Linked DNA regions of Mus musculus: region 1 is linked to region 2. The links are chromatin contacts, called in public Micro-C maps. All regions are on one chromosome and are shown on one strand. Each heading gives the region's core, a stretch centred on a gene start, on an enhancer-like site or on the middle of the called end of the contact. The rest is flanking DNA. Distances are from core to core; before and after follow the strand shown.

Region 1 (6,966 bases), core at 3,457-5,956, 230 kb before region 2:
ACCCATGTCTACAACTGTTCTCAAATCAGCTGTAGTTCTAGCCAGCACTTGCTGCTTCCCTGAGATCTCTCTTGTTCTCAAAACATCACATGCTCCCCTCTTTTCCTTTTTCCCACGACCAACCGCTGACACAACTCAGGCCTTCGGGTGGTTGGCAATTTGTCTTCATTACTATCTCGGGGTCAAGGGTGTCTTGTCTTCTAATTTTGTTACATACTGCTCATGGGAGTTTGGTTATGCAATTTACTTACTGTTTCTGTGTGCAGAATTTGGAAACATCTCAAATCCCTTCTTCCTCCCTACAACTTTGTTTCCCCCCACAATTCTTTGATTCCTTTCAGGAGTTATGCTTTCTCCATGGCTCTTTATGATTGTGGCCGGACATCGGTTGACAGAGAAGAAAAGGGAGCTAGCAATGTACTGTTTGTGTACCCTGGGTGTGTTTATTTGGGGTATGGTTTATTTGAGGTAGCAGCTGCTGCTACCAGTGTTGCCATGTACCTGTGAGGGTGTACCCTAAAGCCCAGTGTTGTGACTAGAAATACTTTTCTCATGGGAAGTTTTTCATTTGGTTTGTGGTGTGGGCACTGTTTGTAGCATGTCTCTGCTTTCAGGTGTATTTTTGTCTCTCTGAGTGACTACAAGATTGCTAACCATCCCAGGGCAGGTTAGTCTGTCTGTGGTATGTTTTTCTCTGGAAACCACAGCTGTTCTCATCTAGGAAAAGAAAAATGTGTCTGGAGTGTTTGTGATTCTGTTTGTTTCACTGGCTAGTAACAGCCAGGTATATCTTATATCTTTTCTATATCAGGGTTCTTAAAGAATTTAATGTTGTCACCTATAAACCATTTTGGTAATGTGGGACAATAGTGTGGAATCACCTTCAAATAAAAACCATTTTCAATTAACATTAATCGATAGAAAATTGACTTGTGCTATCTTTATATTTGCCATGAGTTGTCATAGCAATAGAAAAATAAAATTTGTACAATAAAGCTTATAATCTGACTTAATTTTAATGTATATGTTAGTCTATGCTTCCCGTTTAACAGTGAGGCTTTCGAGTTCAGAACCAGAGCTACAGTGAAACACAAGCTAATATTTAAACATATTCTCCATGTAAGGCACAGATTAATCTGTGATGTGAAAGATTATAAATTAGCTTTAATGTCCAGATGTACCAAGCAGAAGTGGCTGAGTGAAGTATGCTGGGGGTTGGTGGAAGCTGGAGTCAGCTACACAGAGCTGAACTTAAAGCGTTCCTTGAACCATGTTAGACAGCTGATGCACATGTCTGCTTGATTCATTGTAAGGGATGCTACGCACAATCCTATTGATTTCGTGCGATTCATGCATATCAAAGGTATTTGTAAACTTCCTAGTGAATTACCTTAAGATAAATATGAACTTCTTGCTTACACCCGGGAAAACCAAGAAAAGTTTACAAGAATGAACAGCCAAGCCTTTCATATAAAAAATATATATATACTTTATTTTCAACTAGAAAGGTGCAAACATGTAACTTTTGGTCACACTCTCAACAAATAAACTGCCCCCCACCCCAAACCAGTCATAATCAAAGAAGCAGCAAGCACTTCCTGGTAGGAATCGGACCTTACCCTGAGCCAGCCATTTCTTAATAAAGGCCATTTGTTCACCAACAGGGATTTGACCACATTTCCTACTAGAAATCTGACTTCCAATACATAGCTTTATCACCTGCACAGCATTTGTTCTGACAGAGAGTCACTCAGGTCACAATTCCCACTGCAGTATCTCCTTTGTTTTGAATCACAGATAAGCTTCGTGTCCTACCTATGGTGTTTGGAGTTTGAGGCTATCAGTTTAAAATCCCAAAAGCACTTAAAACAAAAACAAATGACTTTAAATTAACTTAGATAACTGTACAAATATATATATATATATATATATATATATCCACAATATTTACAATATCAATAAAAATCTGGCTTGTTACAGGCAAACTTACTTGCCACAAGCTGTCCAGTCTAACAGACAAGGCTCTGACTCCTGACAAGTGTCACTGGAATCAGAATGGTCAGAGCTGAAACTGCTGTTCTTAAAGAACAGCTGGACTCAGCCTCATCTAGTGGAGGACACATGCTCAGCTCTCGCTAGAGCAGGTCTGTCTGCAAGCATGCTATAATTTCCCTCCCCGGTTACACTCCAAAAAGTAGGCACACTGCTGCTTTTAAAATAACCTCAGCTAGTACCTGTCTTTCTTTCTCCTGGCATCTCCACTGTTCCAGGAGACTCACCTCAGTGTGCATTCTGGCACTGTGCGCTAATGAACAACTGTCAAGTGTAAACTGTCTCGAAACCAGTGTCTGAGGTTGACAGACTACTTGTATGGCCATGACATAACGTTCTCACTTTGGTGGGATAGTTCCTCCCACGGTAGTTAAAAACACAGATTTAAATTAATGTGCTACTGTAATTGTTTTTACAGAAGAAAATGAGATGCAACTCAGTTCAAGTTATAGTCTAATGAGTTCGTGTCCCTTACTTCCTGGCTTTACGCCATGTCTCCGTACATCTTCCTGTAGTACAGGGACTCAAAGATGTCATTGTCCCCAGGACAGTTGTAATGGCAGGCACAGGTCTTGATGAACATCATATTCTTTTTCATGATCTCGCCATCGGGGCATTTGAACTCCACTGGCAGAGTGGTGGTTCTGTGCGGTGTGCAGCAGCGGCCGTCTGTGCACACCCCGCAGAACTTAGCCCTGTATGTCTTCACACTGGTGCAGCCAGAAAGCTCAAACTTGACAGGCTTGGCGATTTTAGGTGTCCGGATGCACTTTTTGCCCTTCTAAGGAAGACAGAAGGAGAAACAGCAATTACTACAACGGGAGTGGCCTTCCTCAAGCCTTTGTAGACTAGCCCTATGTCATCTGACTTGTGTTTATATTCTGAGGGGAGAGACTGGGAGTTTCATTTGCCAGTTTTCCAAAAATAGCCATGGCCTCATTTGGAGTGTCTTGAATTAACTAGCACCACGGGGAATTTTGTAGTGGAAAACTGGCAGCTGTTGTTACAGCATCTCTCATTCTAGCCAGACAGCTCCATGGTTAGATATTTCTGGAGACAACAGGCCTCTAATAACATGGGAGGTGAGACAGCCAGCTCGGTTCTCTTCCCTGTCATTCTGTAAAACGGAGTGACTAGGGGCAGAGGATGTACCTTAATGTTTTCCTCCAGGTCAGCTTCGCAGGGCCTGACCATGCAGAGGCGGCTCTGCTTCTCCAGTCTGCAGAAGGTATTGTCATTGGTAACTCGGGTGGAGATGCCCATCCCACAGGTCTTAGAACAGGCGCTCCACTCTGTGGTCTGGACCAGGCAGTTGGCTCGCATCATAGTTGGGTCTGGGCCAAATGTGTCTTCCAGTCGGTAGGCTGTGAGAGCAGAACACACAAACACAAGGTAAAACATCCGGATAGGACAATTTCCCCTTAATTTGGTGGACTTGGGCATTGGCCCTGAAGTTGGGGAGAATGAATAACAGTAACTTTGAAGGTGACAACTCACCAGCTAGGGCAGGGCCAACTGCTGTGCGGTCCTTGGGCTCGTCACACACCCACTCCTCGCAGCATTTCCCAGGCAGCTTGACCCTTCTCGGGAAGGGGCAGTCAGGGCTGGGCAGGCGCACGTCCATGCTGCACAGGGGCACGCAGCCCACGGCCCCATCCAGGCAAGTGCATTGGTATTTGCAGCTGCTTTGGAAGGACTCACCGCTGCGGTACACCGACCCACCGAAGACACAGGGTGCACCATCTTTGGCTGCGGGAGAGGAAGACAAAGTTGTAGGTCAGGCGTAGGGTCACAGGGATCAGAACAGCTAGCTATATCACTGTACATGTCAAGGTGACGAGCTAGGGTCAGGACTGCAGGGGGCCGGTTGGAAGCAGCTGCGGATAGGGGCTTTTCTTTTTCTAGAGGGTATCACGCTGGACTTGAGAGAGGTGGTGGTCCAACACCAAAAGGTGAGGCCTCTGCAAAGGGGGCTGGAATGGGGCTGAGGGTCTTACCAGTGCACACTCCGATCTTGCGGTTGGCGGGGGAGCCGAAATCGCAGAAGAGGCCCTTGTGTGGGTCGCAGGGGTCACGCTCCGTACACAGTTCTCCCAGCTGCTTGGCGCAGACGCGGCAGCAGCCGCAGCCGTCCAGCACCAGGCTCACGCCGGCGGGGCAGTGCGGCGCTGCTTCGGCTGCGCACTGACATTGCGCGCTGCAGTCCTGGCCCATAGCAGGCTGCGGAGAGGAAGGGGAGGGAGGTCAGTCTGTGATCGCAGCTCACTCTGCCCTCCCTCCGTCCCTTCCGTCAGTCCCGGGGCTTACCCGGGTGCAGAGAGCGAGGAGCACCAAGGCGAGGCTGATGGGACCTGCGACGGAGGCGAGCATGATCGGGACGCGGTAGGAGGATGCACAGCAGGGTGCAGAGGCGACGAGAGGCGCGGCCGGAGCCTGGATTCGGACAGGGGCGGAGGTTGGTGTCTGGACGCTCCAGGCGGTGGCGTCTGGGGTTGTCGGCTGGGCTGGGGCTGCTGCCGTCTGGAGGAGGTCGGTCTCCTGGGGTCGGAGCTGGAGTGGATCTGGCTGAGTCTTCTTGGAGAGAAGAGCTGTGTGAGACTAGGCGGGCGGCGCTGGCTTTTATACGCTCCCGGGAGCCGGCTCGCCAAAGAACTGAATGGAGTCCTACACAAACAGGGACATTCCTCACATTCCTCCCCACCTTCCTGCCTCATCAACTCACACCGGATTGATCCTGACCCCTTGACACTCCACATTCCTCCGTCTGAAAAAGCTGGCACACTTTAGCTCGCCAGGAAAAAAAAAAAAGGCGCTGTGTTTCCAGCACAACACCAAGAAGTAAAACTTTCTCCATATCATCTTCTCACCCCTCCTGATGAAATATAACTTAGAAATAAACGATTATTTCTCTGATCTTTTCTTCTTAAAAATCTCTTTGCCAGTTCTGGCTACTGACATAAAAACTTCTCAAGACTCAAATAGCTCAAGAGGCAAATACCATGGGCCCCTAGAAATTAAAAAAAATATTTTTCTTTGTTTTGGATTTTTTTTTTTCTTTACGGGGCTGTAGTCTCTTGGTGTTCTTCTACTGAGAGGAGAAGGGTGCTTATAGCCATTTGAAATGCCTCCTCTCCTCCCAGAATTCCTATGTGCAACTTTTGTATCTGAAATACAGGCATTTGATCTTTGGTCACTGGAGATAACCATTTTGATGGCTGAAAGATATGAAAGCCAAGGATGTAGGTTCCCAGGGAGATTTTCAGCACTCTTTATGTAAGAACTTGTCTTCAGGGTCCAGGGAGGCAAGGGGAATGACTGGGCATGGCTTTTCTAGAAAAATAAGTTTATGAGTTCAGACCAAATGGCTGTGTTCAGAAGCTAAGTGTCAGGGAATATAGTGGGAGAAGAAAGAGGTATAAGGAGGCCAGTAGGGGTTCAGTTGGGATATTTTAAACATGGCTGTACTGAGGTCCAGGCTTGGATTTTTTTTTTTTAACTTATCCTAAAACCCATAATCTAACGATGTTGTTGGGGTTTGTTCTGTTTTGAAGTAAAGCACTTGTTTACATAACAGCAAAACCATAGACGGTTGTATCTAGTTATAATCCGGCTATAAACTAAGCATCAGTGCATAATATATTTTTACTGACTTCCCCAAGTGTCTACAATTAGTGATGAAGCCTCTTGCTACTCAAATAGCTTGCAGGCTCGTGGAGGGAGGTTAAATCAAGGAAAGCACAGCTTTATCCCCTGCTCGTGTGTTGATGTTAAAAGTAAACAATGTATCTAAGCTAGTCTCTGTTTCTTAGAACTGCTACTTAGTTTCTGTAAGGACCAATTTTATACACTGTGCATTCATTTAGGACCTGTGTTGTTTATTGGCTCTCTGTCTGTCTCTCTTTCTCTCTCTCTCTGTCTCTCTTTGCGTGTGTGTGTGTGTGTGTGTGTGTGTGTGTGTGTGTGTGTGTGTATGTGTGTGTGTGTTTATCTCCAATTCTCATTGGACATAGAAAGATTCTGGGACCATCCCATGCTTTCCCTAAAGCTACATCATTTGTCACTGGCTTCCTCTCATAGTTGGTGTTTCTGACTATAAGTTTAAACTGAGTATATCGGCAAAGACTAATTTTGGAGACAACACACTATAGATTTATAACATGAAAACAGCCCATTTAAGTGGGCCAGTTTTAAAACTTTTTCAATCCATCCATGGATGATTAGCAGGGGTGGCGGGGGGCGATGGTGGGAGGGGGTAAGGGAGTTAGCCACTTCAAGTGGCTGACCACATCATCTGCACACAATTACCTTGTTAAGCCAGCCACATGCTGTACAGTGCAGTTACATGTCAACAGCGAAAGGTGTGAGTGGCTTGAAGTGTGAGCAGCCTCTGCAGTGCTGGAAGGATTTCTGACATTGTTATTCAATGTTCTTTCCAAGCATTCCTCAAAGAGAAGAGGCCCGAGACTTCCTATTTAAAGAAAGAACATGGCAAGTTATGTGAGTAGCCACATGTGTAGTATAGGCAACTTGGCCTTGCACTTTTGCTGTCTTCTTTGATGATATTTTTTTTTTTAAAGTCCAAACTATGTGGGAAGCCACAGTGAAATCTTTCAAGTCTTAAACTCCCAATTATATCTACCAGCAATGGTCAGAAAGGTGGAATGAGTGAGGAAGGGAAGGGAAGGGAAGGGTGAGGCTCATCTGGGGTGGGATGTGGGCTCTGAGGTGAGCTCTCTAGCCTGCAATGTGATGAGGGGAGCCAGGAGAGTTGGAGCAGTCTCTGAAACCACAAGTCCACCTGAGAGCCACCAATGGCTTGCTGTATCCAGGGGGCAGGCTCAGTCACAGGGGTAAGTGGTTGGGCTTTTTATAATTGAGTAACTTGGGCAGTGTTTTTAGAACGGCCATTCATAA
Region 2 (7,623 bases), core at 5,009-7,508:
CCCAGCCTCCTGAATGTTGAGCTTAGGGACACAGCCCGCCATACACAGCAGTCTCATTTTTCTCTATTTCAAATTTTGTGATGAGTGTGAGATTATAACTTCCTGCTAAGTTAGCTGAGGTGGCGCCGATGTGGGGATTATCGGCTTACATTTCTTATGAGTTCATTTGCGGTTCAAACAATTACTCATCGGGACTCAGCTAAACACCCAGATCACACTGAGCAGAGACAAACAACATGCTTTGTAAGTGCTCTGATCCAGATAAATACGTTTGAGGGGAGGAGGTGGGATACTTCTCAAAAGATTTGATTTTCTCTCTAAGTGACACAGCAATAATTTTTTTCTTGTAGTGGAAATAGTTTTTCATGTATCATGATTATGATTTCCCTTCCCCTACTCCTCCTGGCCACCCCCTTTCGGTCTCTCATTAGAAACAAACAGGGCTCTAGTGGGTAATAATAAAGAGTAAACAAAAACAAATGCATCAGAATTGGATAAAACAAACAAACAGACAAAAGGAAAAGAGTCTGAGAAGAGGCACAAGAGACAGATATAGCTACAAAGACCCACTCATTCCTACCCTCAGGAATCCCATAAAAATTCAAAAGCAAATGTCATAATATCCGCAAAGGACCTGTAGGATTAAAAAGAGAGAAAAATGAAATGTGAATGAAAAAGAGGAGGAAGGAGAGGAGGAAGAGGAAGAAGAGGAGGAGGAGAAAGAAGATAGAAGGAGAAGGAGAGGGAGAGGAAGGAGGAGGAGGAGGAGGAGGAGGAGGAGGAGGAGGAGGAGGAGGAGGAGAAGGAGAAAAGTATCAGAAAAAGCAGCAGCCCTGATATGACATTGTGAGACTAAGAACCTTCAAAGATACCGCTGAGTGAGTTTTCTGTTGGCCATCTACTGGATGTCATGTGATCTACCCTTAAGAATAGTTTGTTTTGCCAGGCAGTGGTGGCGCCTTTAATCCCAGCACTTGGGAGGCAGAGGCAGATGGATTTCTGAGTTTGAGGCCAGCCTGGTCTGCAAAGTGAGTTCCAGGACAGCCAGGGCTACACAGAGAAACCCTGTCTCAAAAAATCAAGGGGAAAAAAAAAGGAAAAGTTTGTTTCCCAAGTGAGACTTCCTTGTAGAAAACTGTTTTCATTTGCTAGTGGTTATCAATTAGATACCTTCTTCTAGGTCAGGGATGAGGCTATGTGTTCACTTTGTCTTTCTGCTCTAGGACCCCATCTGGTGCAGACCAGTCTCTGTTCGTATGTTTGTCTGTTTTGTCTGGAAGCCATGGTTTCATTGATGTCAGCCATCACTCAGGCTCTTGCACCTTTCCTGCCTCCTCTTCTGCCTTGTTCTCTGAGCCCTGAGGGCGCATCCTGTTTAGGGCTGAGTGTTTCGAGATCGCTCACTCTCTGCACATTTTCTGACTGTGAATCTCTGTATTTGTTCCCATCTACTACAGGAGGAAGTGTCTCTGATGATGGCTGAGCAGGTCATTGATCTATGAGTATAGCAGAATGTCACCAGGGATAATTTTATTGCTGTTACTTTAGTAGAACTGCAGCATTCTGTTTTACCCTAGACCCCTGAGCTATCTAGTCTCAAGTTCTTGTTCACCCAAACAGCATCAGATATGGGTTCCATCTTGTGAGTGGGCCTTAAGTCAAATCATACATTGGCTGGTTATTGCCACAAACATTGTGCCACCATTGCATTAGCATGTTTTATGCAGGATTATAGAGCTAAGGGTTTGTAGCTGGGTTGGTGTTTACCTGTTTTCTTTGGTAGAGTTCAATATACCTTCCTTCCTGGACCAAAGATGCTAGCAGGAAGGGGTGAAGGCTTTATATAGGAACCAGCTTGACTTCCCCATGTTCAGTGAGTTGTGTAGGTCTTGTCTTCAGCTATGGGGCCTTGTTATTAGTTGGTGGGACAAAAGCCATAGGCTGGGCAAGAGCCTGGGTTGTTTAGGGATTCTCATGGAACCCCTTTGGCTAACAACTCAATTAGGTATCACCCATTTCTGGTAGCGGAAGTTTCATTTAGTAACAAGAGTTGTCCAGGATTTTTCTCCCCCATTATGTGGTGGAGATTTACACAATCTTCACATTTGAATATATTTTAGGAAGCTTCTACTATATTAGGATTCCATACTACCCTTCAAATGAATCTTAATCTTATCTGTCTCTCCCTATATTCCCTCCCTTGTTCAAGAGAGTGAGAACCTCTTCCTTCCCCTACTTGATCCTCTCATTCTACCCTCCATTTGTCCAACTATAAGTATCTATTCTATATACCTTTCCCTGGTAATCTATCTGTTACCCCACCCCCACCCCCATTCCATTTTCCTACATTTAACCTATGTGGTTTTATTGCTTGTATCTTGGTTTTCACTGACTTAAAAGCTAATATGCATACTGATTGATGTTAGTCATAGATACTGCAATAGAAAGAAAAGCTCACTGTCATTGTTAGGGTTTCATTGCTGTGAAGAGACATCATGGCCACAGTAACTTTTATGAAGGACATTTAATTGGGGCTGGCCTACGGGTTCAGAGGTTCAGTCCATAATCATCAGTGGGAGCATGGCAGTATCCAGGTAGTCATGAGGCTGGAGGAACTAAGAGTTCTAACTTTTTCAAAGGCAGCTAGGATGAGGGTCTTAAAGTCCATGCCCACAGTGACACACCTACCCAACAAGGTCACAACTATTCCAACAAGGCCACACCTCCTAATGGTGCCACTCCCTGAGCCAATCATATACAAACCATCACACTCACCAAGATGCTAAGCCTTCATTTTCTGAAGGAGCAGAGGAGTACAGCCTTGTGGGGAAGACTGACAGCCAGCACATACTAGTTGCTTTATTCAAACACCTTACAAGGTTAATTGGGGCTGGGAAAGTTTCTAGCTACCAAAGTTATCTTGCCCTTTGGTGCTCATGAGAGCAGACATACAAATCTCAGTCCCTTTTAACCATGGCTAGCCATAATCAAAAGTTTAAACTCCAGGATTGCCCTGAGGGTCTTAAGACCAAGATTAGTTTAGCTGCAAGCTCTCACATAGCACCAAGAACAGACCTTCCAGAGAGACAACATTTTATCAAGGTTCAAACAATCTCATAATAATTTCTCAGGTCCTGCTGATTGACCAAAACATTGCAGAGGCTTTGCTGAGACATTTCTCTCAAAGCCAGATACATAGGCTTTATTATACATTTCATTTAAAGCCAGACATAAAGGCTTTCTATACAAATCACTGCATATGTATGTGTGTATAAATATATATATATATGTGTGTGTGTGTATGTGTGTGTATGTATGTATGTATATATACACACACATATATACACATATACACACATGTATATACATGTATGTATGTATGTATGTATGTATATATGTGTGTATATGTATGTATGTATATACACACACATATACACATATACACACATGTATATACATACATATATACACATACATATACATATACATATATGTATATGTATATATTCTGTCTTTCTAGATCAGGGATCCCTCGCTATTTTAGTTAAGGTTTCCACTGATGCAACAAAACACTATGACCAAAAGCAAGTTGGGGAGGAAAGGGTTTATTTGGCTTACACTTCCACATTGCTGTTCATCATTCATGGAAATCAGGACAGGAACTCAAAAATAACAAGAACCTGAAGTTAGGAGCTGATGCAGAGGCTATGGAGGGGTGCTGCTTACTGGCTTGCTTTCCCTGGCTTGCTCAGCCTGCTTTCTTATAGAACCCAGAGCAGAGATGGCCCCACCCACCATGGGCTGGACCCTCCCCCACTGATCATTAATTGAGAAAATGTCTTCCAGCTAGATCTCATAGAGGCATTTTTTTTTTCTTTCTGATGACTCTGGCTCGTGTCAAGTTGACACACAATGTCAGTCAGTAGACCACTAAGGATAATTTTTCTCTAGTTCCATCCATTTACCTGAAAATATCATGACTTCATTTTTTAATGGTTGTGTGAGTCCTTCACTGTGCAAATGGATGACATTTTCTTTATCCATTCATGTACTGGCAGACATGTGGCTTGTTTGCATTTCTGGCTATTGTGAGCAGCAATGAGCTTGGCTGAGCAAGTGTCTCTGTATAGCATATAGAATCCTTTGGATATGTGCCCAAGAATAGTATAGTTGGATCTTGAGGTAGGTAGATCAATTCCCATCCTCCTGAAGAAGCAGCACACTGACGTCTGGAGTGGCTGTGCAAGTTTGCACTTTGACCAGCAGTGAAGGAGTGCTGCCCTTACTCTTCATTGTCACCAGCATCAGCTGTCACTTGTGATCCTAGGCATTCTGATAGATATAACATGGAATCTCAAAGCAATTTTGACCCGCATTCCCCTGATGGCTAAGGATGTTGAATATTTAAGTGTTTCACAATCTTTTGAGTTTTTCCTCTTTTGAATTCTCTGTTTAGGTCTGTACCCCATTTTTAAATTGGGTTATTTGTTTTCTAGATACCCATATTTTTTTTTTGAAGTGTTCTCAAATAACAGCAGCCAAGAACAGCCACATTTTCCTTTAATATGTATCTCTCCCAGATAAGTGTAACATTCTGTTTCCATCCAGGGTGAGAAGATGGGAAAAAATTTAACCAAGAATAGAATGATTGATGAGAGCTATGTTACAAGGAAGTTTGTTCTCTCACTTCAGTGAAAAAAAGAACACGTATGTGATATTTTCAGGTAGCAACAGAAATAGGAAGGGAAAGGGCTGGCATGGGAAGGGGCGAGAAGACAGAAAGAAAGGATAAGAGGCTTTGCCTGGCACTGGGCAAGTAGCTCAGCTGGGAAGCTAAAGTGGACCCTGGTGAGCTAATGTCTAATACCTTTTCTGCCATTACATCTCTCCATTCAGTCCATTTTTGTCCAGGAATAAATTTCCTTGCAGGTAGCTAAGTGGGTAGTGCACTTGCTGTGTACAGCATTCTGATGCCCAGCAGTCAATAGGTGTTACACAAGGTGCCTACCTCCCTGCCTATAACTGCAGCACTAGCATTCAGGAAACAGAGGCCGGGCATCCTTGGAAGAAGCTGGCTAGCTAGACTGCTGAACTGGTTAGCCCTGGCTTCAAGTGAGAGAGAGAGACCCCATGTCAGCATACACAGTGAATAGCCATTAAGAAAGACTTCCAGTGTCAACTTCTGACCTCCAAATGTATGTGAACGCATACACATACAGGCATACACACACAGTGTCACACACTCATTCTCAGACACACACACACCACAGACACAGATGTGTGCACACACTCAAACTCAAACACACACACAAAACACACTTACACACATATTATTATATATTATGTATTACTATGTATCATGTATTATGCATCATGTATTATGTATCATATTATATAAACTATATTATATGTATACATATTATATATTATACAGTACATATCATATATTGCACATCATATTGTATATTATATTACATATTACATATTATTATCTATTACCTATTACATATATTACATTATAAATGTTGTATTATATATCATACATTATACTATATACTGTATATTATATATTATGCAGTATGTATTAATTTATATATCATATATAGTATGTAGTATATTATGCATTATGTAGTATATAGTATATATAAATATATATTATATGAGTACACTAATATAATACATATATTGGTGTATATACATTTTATATTATATATAATATAGTATATATAATAATATATAACTAACAAAGAAAGTAAGAAAGAAAGAAAGAAAGAAAGAAAGAAAGAGAGAGAGAGAGAGAGAGAGAGAAAGGAAGGAAGGAAGGAAGGAAGGAAGGAAGGAAGGAAGGAAGGAAGGAAGGAAGGAAGGAAGGAAGAGGGAGGTCCAAAGTGAGAACCCAGAAGAGATAAAGGGAAACAAACATGACATTTGCAGCTCTGCAAGAAGAGCTGGTATGAGCACAGTTCCTATAGAGGCACATTTACAAAGTTGTGAGGAGAGAGATTGATTCCAAAGCTGTGCCCCTTTCTTCCCTCCTCCTCATGAGGAAACGAAAGGAATGACACAGACTCTTGCACATTAGTCTTGTGCGCCCACAAGAAGAGCCACCAATGACATTTCGTGTCTGAGATGTGAGCATGTGTGTTCCTACACTCAAACCACAAGCAGAATTTTTTTCATTTGCATCTGACATTTTCTCACCACGATAGACTAAATCTTATTGTTAATATGTCAAAGACAATGATACACAGTAAAATAGAAGTCACTCAAATGATGGGCACATGCCCACAAGATGAGGTCATTGGTATGAATAATCTCACTGGCCTGATTCACTTTTTAAAACAAAACCTGACAATAGATTTGAAATAATTGAAGCAGCTGTGTAAAGAGCCAAGACCAAACTCATAATTATAACCACTCGTTTTTACCACGTGCCAAGAGAGAAAGGTTTCTCTCCCATAAGCATGACCTTTAAATTCTCAGCTCTGTTGGACATCTCACACTTCAAAACCCCCACCAGTACTCTACAAAGAACAAATAATAATCACAGAAAGTGTCTGTTCTGTGGTAAAGCAAATTCCTGACAGGTTCCTCCCTAAATAAAAATAAATGGAATGACTCGCGTAAAATTTATGTGGTCCACACAGAAATAGTTGGACTTCATCAGGACCTCAAAAATGTCTGGTGAAAAACACAGGAACCGCATGGGAATGAGCTTCCTATTGATGAGACCTTTCGGGTTGAGGAATCCCCTTCAAGAGGAGCAAAGGGCACTGTCACTGCTGGAACCTTTGAGAAACATACCGAATACTGAACAGTAAAAGCAGCAATGACAGAGGGACAAAAGTCCACCTCGTCCCTAAATCCTCAGACTCTAAGAGACCCACATAATACTATATTTTTCTTTCCTATCTAAAACTGTTTTTCTTAAAATCGGCAATAGGTTTGGGTCTTTGTTTCTTGGACCCATCAAGTTTTTAAAAGTAGTTATTGAAATGTAAAGAAAATGTTCATTTGATAACCTACTGTCTTCAAACCCAAATCCCAGGGGTATGTTCAGCACTGGTTCCTAATCTACTGTGGGCGACAGGCTTAGATGGGCTGCTTCATTTGACCTTGGTGATGGATAGCCCAGAGATTGGATGAAGTTCAATCAAGTTCAATCAATTTTATTCTATTTGTGCCACCATCTGTCAAACCATGTTGACATTTAAGAAAGTAGTATGTATAGATGGTAATATTAACAAACATCTAGGATGTATTTAAATTTGAATGATTGAAAGAACCAAGCTTAGTCCCAAGATGACTGAAATTGAAGTCGATTGTAGAAGTAAAACTAAACTTTGAAGATGTTGGTAAGAGCAATGATGTGCTATACGGTTGCAATGCATGAAAACTGACCTCATGCTTAAAACCAAAGCCGCAAACGACATCATCTGTGCTCTTAGCATTACTTCACCAAGTAACTTCCATCAATCAGAATACAGCTGCCTCTGTGACAAATATACGTAGTGAACACACTTCTACGTAAAGGCTTAACACTATCCTATGACATTTTTCAGTACGTCTCCCTTCCTAGGCTTTGGAAATGGAAATCTCTCACATGTGAATCTCAGGTTCTCA

What was found. A called contact is a pair of places that touch in the nucleus more often than the background predicts.
Region 1: a Micro-C map of muscle stem cells shows a contact between it and region 2, with 5 times the contacts expected there. The contact joins the promoter of Ccn2 here to the enhancer-like site in region 2. A contact is called at or near these places in 7 of 39 promoter capture datasets (the 3T3-L1 cell line, cranial neural crest, embryonic stem cells and 4 more), 9 of 484 Hi-C or Micro-C datasets (the AtT-20 cell line, cortical neurons, embryonic fibroblasts and 4 more), 11 of 115 datasets of contacts at active chromatin or transcription factors (embryonic fibroblasts, embryonic midbrain, embryonic stem cells and 3 more) and 3 of 9 other capture datasets (adipose tissue, liver and macrophages).

Annotation. Positions count from the first base shown.
Region 1 is chr10:24,593,182-24,600,147 of GRCm38.p6, reverse strand. Ccn2 (cellular communication network factor 2) reads right to left here and starts at 4,706. Exons shown (of 5, transcript NM_010217.2): 1 at 4,360-4,706; 2 at 4,050-4,272; 3 at 3,550-3,801; 4 at 3,205-3,416; 5 at 1,465-2,833. The coding sequence starts at 4,422. The coding sequence ends at 2,537. Gm15270 (predicted gene 15270) reads left to right here and starts at 4,345. Exons shown (of 5, transcript NR_163910.1): 1 at 4,345-4,507.
Region 2 is chr10:24,366,091-24,373,713 of GRCm38.p6, reverse strand. The region is part of intron 4 of Gm15270 (predicted gene 15270); the gene reads left to right. Among named protein-coding and RNA genes, the nearest start is that of Gm40615, 91 kb to the left of the region's middle. Within about 2 kb of position 6,258, at least 16 of the 459 cell types and tissues checked have an H3K27ac peak or open chromatin away from gene starts, as enhancers often do. A contact at or near this core is called in embryonic fibroblasts and muscle stem cells, where this site is marked.